2 separate regions of the Sus scrofa genome follow, and region 1 is linked to region 2. Evidence: chromatin contacts called from public promoter capture Hi-C data. All regions are on one chromosome and are shown on one strand. The core of a region is the stretch at or near the end of the contact, and the rest is flanking DNA. Distances in the headings are between cores, read along the strand shown. Region 1 holds the start of OARD1 (O-acetyl-ADP-ribose deacetylase 1). Region 2 holds the start of GLO1 (lactoylglutathione lyase).

Region 1 (6,642 bases), core at 1,481-3,980, 2.2 Mb after region 2:
CTTTTTGAGCCCTTTGGCGGCTAGAACGGAACAATGTGATCAACACAAATGCAGCGCAGCCCATCTGGACACTAAACCTTAGCACATACTGAGCACTGGCCCCATCTTACCAAGTAATATATATATCGCCCATCTCTCTTCAGAACAGCCACTTCTCCAGATTTCTTTTCTAAGAAAAACAGTTAATAGTAACAAGAAACAAGAAAACCAAAATACTGATCGCCATTCTTAGATTTAAAAAAAAAAAAAAATCTTTATAGATCTGAGTTTATCTCAGAAGTAGAATTAATTTTCAATTCTGAAGAAAACTTTGCTCCTTATCAGCCTTCCCAAATACTGTATTCCTTAACTTCCAGCTTTCTTAATGTTTCCTCAATCATGTTTTCTTCACACCCTATCTTTGCTCCTGCTATATCTGTAAATATATCTACCCTCATTCATTTACAAAATTTGTCTACTGCCTTGAAGTATTTTCAAATGTACAGCATTTTTTACGTGTCAAATGTGTGTTCATTCAATAATCTTTTTACATACAAAGAGCTCATGTGTTAAGTAACTAAGCATCATGGGGAACACGGATGTATTAAAAAGTCCTTAATTATTAAAGACTATTCAATCAAGAGAAAGTGTCATGTTTACAAATAAATACAAAGCAGTAAGAAACTGATTTTTTAAAGACTGGCATCAGAATCACCAGCGGAGACTCGGATTCAGTAAGCCTGGACTGTGGTCTAAGCAACTGTTTCAGAAGCTCCACAAGTGATTCTAATACACATGTCTGGTTTAAAATCATTGGTAGAAAGTGATGGAAGGGATCTGTAAGGAACTTTCTAGACTCCTCTTTGAAGAATAAGTACAATACGGGTAAAGAAGATCTTGAGTGCCAAATTAATACCCATGGACTTGGTTAAAGCACTTCAGTTATGAAAGGTTTCAGAGAAGCAGTTATTATCAAGACAGATTTAGGAAGAAATTAAAGACTTTTACAAAAACTCAGATTTGGTAGGAAAAGGATCCAAACTAGAGGCCGTTTTTTTATGAAGAAAAACCTAATCTTCACGGTTAAAAGGACTCAGTGGTTTGGAATCCCACCCATACGGGTATATCTTGTTTCATAATCAAGTACAACAGGAGGTCAAAAGATGCTCTAGCCAGGGCAGATGAGTTGGAGCTCTTCTCAGAACTCACGTTGACTTAACAGTTCCTGCACCCCTCCAAATTTCTTCTTGAAGAGGACAGCTATCCCAGCGCCCATTCGACAATCCTCACTGATGCAGTGCGCTAAAGAGTCTGTCTTGGGGCATGCGAAAAGGTCTCCTTTCACATAAGTAATCTAAAATGTGCAAAGGGAAAGAAAATGTTTTATTAGATACCAAAAAAAAAGACGAAGCTACAGAAAAAGACTAAGCTATTTATTTTCCTTTACTGTGCCCACCACCACTTCTCCCCGCTTCCTCCTTTTGATTTAGTGACAAATCCTCAGAATTGAAAAAATTATCTAAAGCGAATTAAAGCATGTGTAAAACAAAGTGATGAGCGGCCTCTGCCTAGGATTTTATTGGCCTTTCTAAAGGAAATCAACAGAAGAGAGAAAAAAAGACAATTCAATTATTGGTTTAATTAAAAAGTGTTTATGCTTTTGACCTCAATTACTCTGAATTTCAGTTCACCAATAAGTTAATAGTTGTTACGCACTCTGCTTCCTTCTGAATCTTCATTAGGGCTGCCGGCCATGATAGAGTCGCTATTTCCAGAATTTAAGTGTTTCTTCAGCTATAAGAAGGGGAAAGGAAGTGAAAATGCTTAGGCAACCTGAATATATTACATTCAGACTGCCCCGACCACCCACTTACTAACTTTTCTGCCCCCCACCTATCGCTGAATGGGAGTTCGTTCAGCCTTCAAAAAGTAATGCAAAACTCTTCTGGGCAAGAAAGAGAAGCGGACGCCTGGGTTGGGGGGCGGCAGGGCTCCGCTCCCGTTTCGCGCTTTCCAGGAGAGAAAGGCGGCCCGAAGACACGCCTCCTCCTCTCCCCAAGCCAGCGCGGAGCAAGGCGGATTCGCAGTCTCCTTTTCGGTGCACGATCCAAAAGTATTTCCGCATTGGGTGTGGCCCAGAAGCAAAAAGGTGGGCCAAGGCTACGGTCCCGTTAAGCCGCAACAAGGGAGCAAACGGGACGGGGGCGGGGGCGGGCGTGTATACAGCGGGAGCGAGCACGAGAAAACAGAAGGCGGCCTCTCAAGGAAAGCTCCCCCCTATCTTTGGGGGGAAACGGGGGAAGTTTAGAGAAGCCTCCCATTCTCTCTCCTACCCTGGGGCGGATCAGCGAGGCCAAATGGCCTGTCCGGGGTCCCGTGGGAGGGAGCGGGGAGCCTCGTTCAAAGCTCCAACGTACCAGGTACCCTTCACCTGGAAAGGAGTCCGCCGTTAGGAGGTCCCGCCCCGCGGGGAAGGGCTCTGGTAGGTGGGGACCAGCGGACTAGTCCGCTTGTAGAGCCAATCCCACCACAGTCCTTAATTGCACGCACCTAAAATGGCCGCCCACCACCCGGGAGTGGGGCGGAAACGAGCCCTTCTAGCTAGCTAGCCGGACCTGCACTCTTTGGTGCTGGTCGCCGAACTTCCGGCGGTAAACTCCGTAGAGTATCCCGCCGCCGCCCGGGCATGCGTAACGAGATAGCGGCCGCGAGTTGGATAGAGCGGCGCTTGCGCATTAGTCCCAGGGGTGTGTCTCCAGAGGCCGCATAGAAGGGGTGGGCAGTTGGCAAAGGAATTGGTTAGCGCCTGCGTGGTCCTGTGCTCAGGGCGGTGTTTTGAGTTGAAGGGTCCGGCGCGTCAAGAGAGCGCCTGCGTATTCCTTCGGCCGGGGGAGGAATCTAATTAGGGAAGTGGGCGTGGCTTCATCGTACGCCTGCGCAGTGCTCTCTCAACGGGGATGGGGCGAGCCCAGAGCTCGGGTTAGGGGGCGTGGTCTCAGAGGCGCCTGCGCGGAGGCAGTTGGAGGGAGGCCCGATTCCCCTTTGTTCGGCTTCGCCATTTTGCGAGGCAGCGGCAGTGGCGGCGGCAGCGGCGGCTGGAGCCTCTGATTGGGTTTCGGGGTCCGGTACTGGAGCCAATCAGCGCGGGCAGCGAACCGGGGGAGCGAGGCACGGTGAGTGTGAGGAGCCAATATCCAGCGGCCCAGAGCCGGCCCCAGCGCCCCGATTGGCGGGTCTCGCTGACCACTCAGGAGAGGCCCAGGCTCCCGTCGAGCCCGGGGAGTCGAGCTGAGCCTAACCGAGCGGGGCTGCTGGCGGCCTCGGCTTGGAGCCTGCAAGCGCTCCGGGGTACTCCCTGCCGAGGCCTGCAGAGGGCTGCCCCGCGCAGGGATGGCGCTCTCGGGAGCAGGCACCTTGGGGTCCAGCCCTTTGCAGGGTGTCAGGGCCAGTTGGCCATGCGTCCCGGTTGTTTCTACCCTTAGGCCTAGGTTCTCAAGCTCCAGGCCCGGGGGTGGCGGGTTTGACTGCCACGAAGGCCCCCACGCTCAGGTATACACACAGACACACACACGCGCGCCCGGGCCTCGGCGGTTTTCTCCTGGTCGTTCGGCCTCACTCTTTAGCCTGCCCTAGCACTCACCACGCTCTAGCCCTGGAAGGGAAATCACTCCCCGCGGGGCCCGCGCACCCCACTTCTCCGTAAGCGGGTCTGGGTATCTCAGTCCTCTTGAGTCGGGAGGGAGACCCAGGGAGGACGCGCGCCCCGGCCACGGGGCCTTGCGTGCGGCGCGGAGAGGGGGGGGCCGGCCCGCCCCCGCCGTCCCTTTGATCCGTTAGTGCGCCCACTCCCCGGTCTGGCTGCGCCCCTCCTCCCAGCTCGGCCCGGGTCTCCAGCCAGGCGCCGTTACCACCCACTTTAGGCTCGTCATTTCCTCTCCTCCCCGCCCGGATCTCCGGGGCAGAACCGCACACCTCCGTCTTGGAGCCCAACCAAGCAGTCTGCCTTTCTTGCCCGGGCTGTAAGGCCTGTCCATTCGGCGCCTGGAACTTCAGTCTTCGAAGATTGCGAGCCCTGTGCATTCTTTTTCCCGGAAGCTGCACAACTTGTTTTTATATCACTGGCATTTTTTCTTGTTGCTTGGTCTTGTGAACTCTCGCTCCCTTAGGAACGTAGTACAGTCCTTTTTCTTTCACCTCTCTGTGTCGCTTTGAATGTATCAGGCTTCACTCATTAGCTCAGTCCACAACCATCCCTTGGTTTGATTTTTTGCTAGTATGTTGACGTTTTCTCAGTTGGTGTTAATAGAAACTTAATGGTCTTGTGGGATTTTCGTTAGGGTGAGAGAAAATCTCTGTTGACAGCCGAGCATGGAGCAGTTGGTGTGTACCAAGCATCCATGTATGTGCTGAGAGGAGAGTGGGTAAGGAGGTCGATAGGAACCTCCCCAGCCTGGTGGAGATTGACAGGTGACCAAGTAATTAATACTTTACGGTTTTGTGCTGTAACCGGACCAAGTTCAGTTCCGTGGTCAACTGACGTGTTGAGCTACCAACAGCCTCGGAGGGCTCTGCATTGCCACTCTTTGGACTGGCAAGGATGATGGGATTTCTTCGGACGATAAGAAATGGAAGAGCATTGCTCATAAAGAAGCACGTGCCAACGCTCCAAACTTTGCTGTATGTTGGAGGGGGAAGAGTTTATGCTGGAAAGCCCATTTGGTAAAAACAAACAAACAAACCAAAAAAACGCTTGTATATCTTGCCAGGGAATTTTTCAGAAGCAGTTATTTTGTGGCGATCCAGACAGGAGAAATCCAGGAGCATTTTTAACTCCCTAGGATTGGAGAAATAAGTTTCTGGCTTATGGGGTTCTGCTCCACAGCAGTGGCTGATGTTGATGGAAGAAAGGGAGATTTCCTTTCCAGGACTTGAGAAGCATGTAGCACAGCAGTGCTTGCCACATAGAGTAGGCTGTGTATGGTGCCCATTTTTATAATCTCATGTGCAGGTCATCCAACTGGTAGGTTTCAGAAAGCTAACCCAGTACTGTCTCCACTGCTAAAAATTTGGGGACAGGTTTTGTTTTCACTTTCTGGAATGAGTTTTTGATTGTTTAAATCATTTAAAAAATTTATTTAATTCTTAAAATAACTATTAATAGATGGTGTACTATGGCTTAGATTTTAGAACACATACATTGGCCTTTGGACTAGATAGATACCCTGGTACTTAAAAATGGTTATAGCTGGTCACTTTAAAACCAGCAACTATTTTTGCTGAACTTCTTTAAGAGACACTTAGGCTCTGATCATTGTAGACCACTCTGGAGACTCCACTTGCCCGCAGAACTTTCTTTGCCTGGAATTTCGAGAGACAGTAATCTGGCCTTTAGCTTTCTCTCAACATGTGGCCTTTTAGTCTGCTGTTCATATGTGGAAACTTCTCTGCCCTTCATGCTGTCTTCATTTGGAGTACTCCATTCCCCTCCACCCCAATCACATGGACAAAGCCTTCTCATGCTTAAGACAGATCAGATGTCATGTTTTTCTAAAGCCTTCTTATCTACCCCAGTTGGAAGAATTCTGTCATCCAAACTTCATATTGCTTTGTTTCTCTCTCAGGGGTTCATTACAGACTTTTACTTTTTACTAAGTTTAAAGACTCTTTGAAGTTAGAATTTTCGTCAGAGTTTTCCTTTTATTTCTAAAACCTTCAGGACAGTGTCTGATAGGTGGTACATCACCTATCACCTAGTGGAGATTAAGGAGCAAATTAGGAACTGCAGTCCAGAAGCCTTTTGAATGATGGGGAAGCAGAACAATTCTTTGATTTTTAGCCTTTTATCAAACAGATCAGGACCTGTTTTGTTGAGTTGTGAAGTCAATTTAGTGGGCCAGTGCTGGTAATATTTTTACGATAGACTGGAAAATGTTACAGTGCATCTTATGTTACACTTCTAAGTCCTGACTGAGACTTTTCATTTTACTTAATATGTTGCATGTGCATTTGTGATATGAAACTTGTTTCTTGTTTCTTACTGAGCCTTGTCAAAATTTGAAAGCTACTGTTCTGGTCTACCTGGTAGTGGTTGTCAAATATGGTAATTCACTTACTTATGGCTGGGTTGGTTGGATTTCTGAGCCTTAGCTTTAAAATGTGTGTGGGTCCACACTGAATGGGTTTCTAAGTAGTTAGCTACATTTCAGGTTCTGCACCTTGAAGTAGGAGAAAGAAATTTTCTTGCTAACCAGAATAAACACACACACACACACACACACACACACACACACACACACACACACTTTTTCTCTTTGAGGAAAAAAACTTTGGGTTAGGAGCCACAGCTAGACAGACTAAATCCTGCTGACTTAATTCTTCCATAATCTTGGGCAGAGAAGCACTTGAGGAGAGATGATGTCAGATTATGTTGCAGTTCTCCGAACTGAAGTTTACAATAGAGTCCGCCGGTTGCATACAGCTTTCACCATTAGCAGTGGCAGTATCATGCTCCCAGCTGAATCCGTCCCTCCTTTAATGTGACAGAGAATTGCTGTTAGGTTTGGAGCTGATTCATTTTTTGACCCTTTAAAATACAATGGATTTATGTTTTTAAATTGAAGCATTTGTATTACCAGGATAAACTAAGAAGAAAATCTGCATGAC
Region 2 (6,297 bases), core at 3,675-6,174:
ACACCTCAGAGTTTCTACTACCAACTATTGCTTTTGATTCCCAAATCTGTATTCCCTAACCCATACCTCTAGCCTCAGCTGTGGAATGACCTCTCCATCAGCCTACTCAACATTTCCACCCGTGCCAAAATATCAAATTACTCAGAGCCCAAATTGACACTCCCTCCTAATACCCCTCAGGGAATATCTCTAGAATTCCTTGTTAGCTCAAGTCAGACACTTGGAGTTTTCACAGACTCCTTCCTCTCCACTCCCTTTGCAATCCTGTCCACCTATCAACTTGACTTGTCAGCTCAAGTCCCTCTGGAATCTTTCTCCTTGCCTTTCCAGTGGTCACTACCTTGCTCATGTCCTCACTACTTTCTGCTAGGGTGATCATCAAAGCCTCCCTGGTCTCTCTGCTTCTTGTAGGCTTATCCAAATGCAATCCAGAGTGATCTTCCTACAGTTCTACCAGACCCAGGTTCCTGTCGTGGCTTCAGTGGAAACAAATCTAACGAGCATCCATGAGGATGCAGGTTCAATGCCTGGCCTTGCTCAGTGGGTTAAGGATTCGGCATTACTGTGAGCTGTGGTGTAGGTCAGTAGCTATAGCTCCAATTGGACTCCTAACCTGGGAACCTCCATGTGTCTTGGGTGTGGCCCTAAAAAGACAAAAAAAAAAAAAAAAAAAAAAAAAAAAAGGCTACAAGACAGAACCTTCTATAATGACCCAACTGTGTCATTTCTGGGTTAAAAAACTGGCTCACAGCTTTTAGGAGAAAGTCCCCAAAGCAAGCATACATCTCAAACTTCATCTTTGGTTATCACTCCACTAAACTGGTCATCTTAAATGGTTTTGATTTCATACCTTCGTCAGTTTAATAAAAGAAGCACACATCCTCCCATAAATGTATGTTTATTTATTTAGCTCGTTTTTTTTGGTCTTTTTAGGGCTGCACTTGCTGCATATGGAAGTTCCCAGGCTAGGAGTCAAATTGGAACTGTAGCTGCCGGCCTATACCACAGACACAGCAACTCGGGATCCAAGCTGCATCTGCGACCTACAGCACAGCTCATGGCAATGCCAGATACCCAACCCACTGAGAGAGACCAGGAATGGAAACTGAATTCTCTCTCTCTCTTTTTTTTTTTTTGTTTTGTCTTTTCTAGGGCCAAGACACATGGAGGTTCCCAGGTTAGGAGTCCAATTGGAGCTATAGCTACTGACCCTCGGCATATGGAGGTTCCCAAGCTAGGGGTCTACTCGGAGCTGTAGCTGCTGGCCTACGCCAGAGCCACAGCAATGCGGGATCCGAGCCGCGTCTGCAACCTACACCACAGCTCTCGACAACGCTGGATCGTTAACCCACTGAGCAAGGCCGGGGATCGAACCCATAACCTCATAGTTCCTAGTCGGATTCGTTAACCACTGTGCCACCAAGGGAACTCTGAACCTGCATTCTCAAGGACACTAGTTGGGATCGTTATCACTAAGCCACGACAGGAACTCCCTATTCATATTTAAATTGTATATAAGTGTAAATATACTAATAAAACATACATATTATAAAATGTATTTACCAAATAGTAATGATCACAGGGTAAGAAAAACAAATGAACCTAACGAGAGAGAATGTTCGTATTTTCTTTGAGCATCCCAATGATTGTTTTGTGTACCTTCTCTTCACCTTCCAATGCCTATGACTTTGTCTCTTTGTGTACCTTTAGGTCCCTGTGTCAATTCTCCAACATCACTGTGCTTATATATATATATATATATATATATATACTATGATTCTCTCTGCCTGGAACAGTCATTCATCCACCTGGCCACTATCCCTCTTCCTTCCTCCTTTCCATTCTTCTTTTCCCCAACCCTTGCATACAACTCTACCAACTACCTCCTCTGCATTTGATAAAACTCAGTGTGTCACCAACACTGAAGGTTTTCCCTGACCCAATCACCTACCACTCAGATGGGAAGGGACTCCAGATAACTGTATCAAAGGACACTGTCAGAGACAGTAAAAAGAATGTATTTCAGGAGATCACTACTTGAGAAAAGAAGTATTTGGCCTTTACAAGGAAGTTAGCTAAGTCAGACTGCCCAGAATGCGGTGTGGCTGTACATTCTTTGATCGGTATGACAAAGATGCAAATGATCCACAAGAAAGTTGACTTTTTACCACCACTGCTGTCTCCTTTCCAAGCCAGACCTTATCACTTATCTCACCTTCTGGAAGAGACTTTTAGGTGTCCTTATCACCTCCAGGATTGGATCCCACAATTCTAGGCTACAGAATGATTTGAAACCCTGAACGGTTCACAAACTATATAAAATACAATTTCCTTATAAGTGACATTCAAAGCTCTCTTCATAATTTAGCTCCAACCTACCACTCTATAGTCTCCTCCACTACTGCTCCACTGCTTAGAAATAACCTGAACTCAAAACACATCACTCACCTCTCCAGAACATGCTCCACACTGCATCTTTGTGCCATCTCACTGCATTTTTGCTCAAAGTTTCCCCCACCTAGCGTGCCCTCCCATGTGAGGGCCTGGGCTCACTTTCACCTTCTGCTTGATGCACTCCCTGACACTCACAGTTGAAATACAACCTTGAATTGTATTGCTTTTCATAGTTTAGAGGACATCAATACGTTTTCTCTTAATGCTGCTTTTACGAACTCAGCCCGAGTGCCCTACTAAGATCACTGCAGACAGTGACAGAACAGGGGATTCAAACCTAAGTCTCTAGACTCCAAATACCCTGAGCATACATCATACCACAAATGCTATCTTTGAAAAATCTCAACCTCCTGTGCTCCCATGGCACTTTAATTTTTATTCTATTTTACTTTTGATGCTGCCATTGCATACAAAAGCTCCCGGGCCAGGGATCCATCCTGCGCCAGAGCAGCAATTCAAGCCACAGTAGTGACAATGCTGGATCCTTAATCCGCTAAGCCACATGGGAACTCCTTACAGCACTTTATATTTTCAATAGCACATAATCTTAGTTCCATTTTAGGTTAGAGGGTATGTTTGGTGAAGGGAGGAACTTCATCTTGTTCATCCCAGTATCTCCCAAGGTGCCTACCAAGCTCTTTGCAAGTGAACAGTGATCAGATGGAGTGAATTCACTTAGGTTTAACATTTTTTTACTTTTCTTCATGTCAGGTTCCAAAATTACTGCTGTAGTTAGTACTCTAGAAACAGAACAGGGTGGAAGCTAGGAGTGTGGACTTCTTCTTGGGCAAACTACTCAACACCTCTGTGCCACTGCCTCCTTATATGTAAAATGTAGATAATTATGTCTTCCTCACAGGGTTGTTGTGAGGATTAAATCAAGTAATGTACTTAAAATAACAAACCAGGGCCCGACACATTCAACATATGTATCAGCTACTACTACATACTCCTTTTATGTTCCCCACGTGGTGCCTCAAAAAATGCCTAAGGCCATAAAAGTTACTCCAAATAAAAAAAAATGAGATTGTATGCAGTGTAAATTAAGAATGCAAGGAACTAACTATATTCAATCAATTTTATAAAGCTAGCCTTGAAATCCGTTGTTTTTTTTTTTTAAATAGTCTAGTACATAAAAAGCTCAGTTATCTGGAACATTAATTTACTCTGACTCTACATTATGTGAAATAACTAGGTATTAACATTAGAGAGTATAAAAGTAAAATGAATGTGAGAAGAAATATATATATATATTTACTTCTTTCCCCTTTAATTTTGCAGTGACTAACATTTTTCCTAAGCTAAGTACTACCAGGTGCTAGTCAAAGGCTTTAGCAATTAGAAATGTCTGAAGCTTCACCCTGCAGGCAAAGAACAAGTAGGGACTAAAGTCACCTACTGGTTTTAGAGGTCCGTACAATGCACTAACCGATCTCCAAGGCATTTAGAACTTCCTGAGTCAAATGAATAATACTAAGGCGTTTACTGATAGTGCTGAGGACTTTGGGGTAAACCTCCGGAGCGGCTGCTGGGTTTAATCTTGACAATTCACGGAGGCACCACGCCCGAGCGAGTTACACTGACTCACCACAGACACGTTAAGCAAGCTGAAGGGATGAAAGCCTTCATCTACAACTGGTCATTCCTTTTACTGAGTCTCAGCTGCAAAGCGACGGTCAGTGAAGGAATTTCTAAGATTCCCTTCGGATCTAAGCTCTGCGATTCTGCGGTCTCCTGAGGCCACAGCACAAGTGCGGCCGAAAGCGACCGTAAAGGCCAATCGAAAGCCAAACTGTGGGCGCGGTTAAAGTCAGGAGCCATGAATTGGTTTGCAGGAGTTAAACCCGGAGCCAGGACAGTTACAGAAAAATGACCCAGGCTGGGAGGGACCGGCCCGTAACCTTCGAACCTAGACTGGAGGTCTGAAACTGCTCCTCTTACCAGCCCTGGCTACTGACCTAGGGAACATGCACACACACAGACAAGGGCTCTGATCCTGGCTCAGCCGTGGTTTCCAGTTACCATCCCAAACCAAACAAATCAAAGGAGGGTCGCGCGCGGTCTTTTAAAAAAACTTCAAGAGACGGATCATCCCCCTTTGGACACTACTGGCTCTCTTCCCAGCCCACTCCGGTCAGCCCAAAGCGGGCGGAGCTGCAGGGGTGGCCAGACGGTATTCGAATCACCCAGCCCAAGCTGGGCCTGGCTGAGCCCGGGGATCTGCTCCCTTCAGGGGGCCCCAGTCGCGCCACGCAGGGCTTCGACTCTGGAGAATTAGGTACTGCGCCCACCTTGGTGCTGGGGTCCGGGTCGGAGCAGCAGGCGAGGGCAGCCTCGTCGGTGAGGCCGCTGGACGCGAGCTGCGGTTCTGCCATGGCTAATTGCGTATCACCGAAGACGGTCCCCGAGAATGCAGCAGCCTCCCACAGCCGCCCCAAGCTCCCTCTAACCAGCGACCACGCGACGGCGCGGCAGGGCGGGTGGCTGCTGACTTTCAGCCAATAGCTGCGCGGAGAGCAAATTCGCTTTCTGCTGATTGGGTTCCAGTGAGTGAGCGCCTCCGGCCACAGGTCTGCGCCCAAGACTACAATGCCCAAGGTGCCTTGCGTGTGATGGAGGCAAGCTTGAGGTAAAACAGAAAAACAAACAAAAAAACGCTGCCAGCTTGAAAGCGCGGTTCTCTCAGTTGCTTGATGACCCAATTTTGATTCTGTTTAACTGTTAAAGTTCAGTAACTACTATACCTCAGGGCTGCAAAGTGCTAGGAAGTAGGAATCTGGTGGAAAGAGAATGGGGAGTTATAATTTTTAAATGATAAGGATCCAAAAGTATTCTCTCAGTTTAAGCGGCACGGGATAATTAAAACAACTCTGACTTTGTCAAAAACCTTGGTTCAGGTTTTGGTTCCAATATTTATTAGTTCTAGAATCTTGGAATATTTACCGACCCTTCTCTGAGCTTCCTTGCAGGATTTTGGTGAGGATCACAGGATATTTGTTATGATTTCACTACTATCTAAATGTCCATAACTTGCAGTGTGTTTTATGTTAATTATACTAGGGCATATATTTTAACCGTGTTCAAGCGTTGGTTTGAATGAGGAGCAACGTTTGGTAGCGGAAATTTAAATTATTATAAACACTTTGGAAAATAACTTGACAGCATCCAGAAGTTAAAGATAACACATCCTAGGATCCACTATTAAGTATATATCCTAGAGGATTATTGTGCCTATACTCTAAGTATAAGAAACAAGGTTGAATTAAAAAAAAAATAGGTGAAGCCGAAATGTCCAAAGTAAGAAAATAGTTTATTTTCATACAGTGGAATAATATACGTAAGTGAAAATTAATGAATGTGGGGGACATATTTCAACATTGATAAATCTTAGAAATAGAAATGAAATAATTAATGTTATATAAGAATTCATATGATCAATACAATTTTTGCTAAGCTTTAAACTCTGCAGTGATATAATGTATTGCTTAGAGCTAAATATACATCCAGTAATGGCATCAGGAAGTGCCTGGGAATAAACAACTCCATTCAGGAACATGATTTCCTCTGTGCAGCAATGAAGGAAGCCAAAGAGGAGGGATACACTTGGGCTTTAAATGTTTTGACATTGTTTTACAGCTTAAGCTGGATGTTGGGTAAATGGATAGTTGTATTATTCTTTATACCTCTCTGTGTATCTTAAATATGTATAAAATACTTTTTAAAAGCTTAAAAGTAGTAAGTGCCACATACAGAAACAAAAGGGAAGATGGCAGTAGTGGGGAAGGAATAGTTTAGAATAGTCAGTATTTTGGAAGGCACAAATTCCAAATATGGTCTAGAAGT

What was found. Promoter capture Hi-C pulls out the DNA fragments that hold promoters and counts their contacts.
Region 1: a contact with region 2 is called in a promoter capture Hi-C map of liver, with 4 times the contacts expected there. The contact joins the promoter of OARD1 here to the promoter of GLO1 in region 2. A contact is called at or near these places in 2 of 5 promoter capture datasets (fetal liver and liver) and 1 of 47 Hi-C or Micro-C datasets (embryonic fibroblasts).

What each region holds. Positions count from the first base shown.
Region 1 is chr7:36,383,678-36,390,319 of Sscrofa11.1, forward strand. OARD1 (O-acetyl-ADP-ribose deacetylase 1) reads right to left here and starts at 2,731. Exons shown (of 6, transcript XM_005665959.3): 1 at 2,595-2,731; 2 at 1,696-1,773; 3 at 1,189-1,333; 4 at 111-169. The coding sequence starts at 1,734. It overlaps NFYA (nuclear transcription factor Y subunit alpha), which reads left to right and starts at 3,038. Exons shown (of 10, transcript NM_001243295.1): 1 at 3,038-3,152.
Region 2 is chr7:34,178,636-34,184,932 of Sscrofa11.1, forward strand. GLO1 (lactoylglutathione lyase) reads right to left here and starts at 4,925. Exons shown (of 6, transcript XM_001927957.5): 1 at 4,746-4,925. The coding sequence starts at 4,829.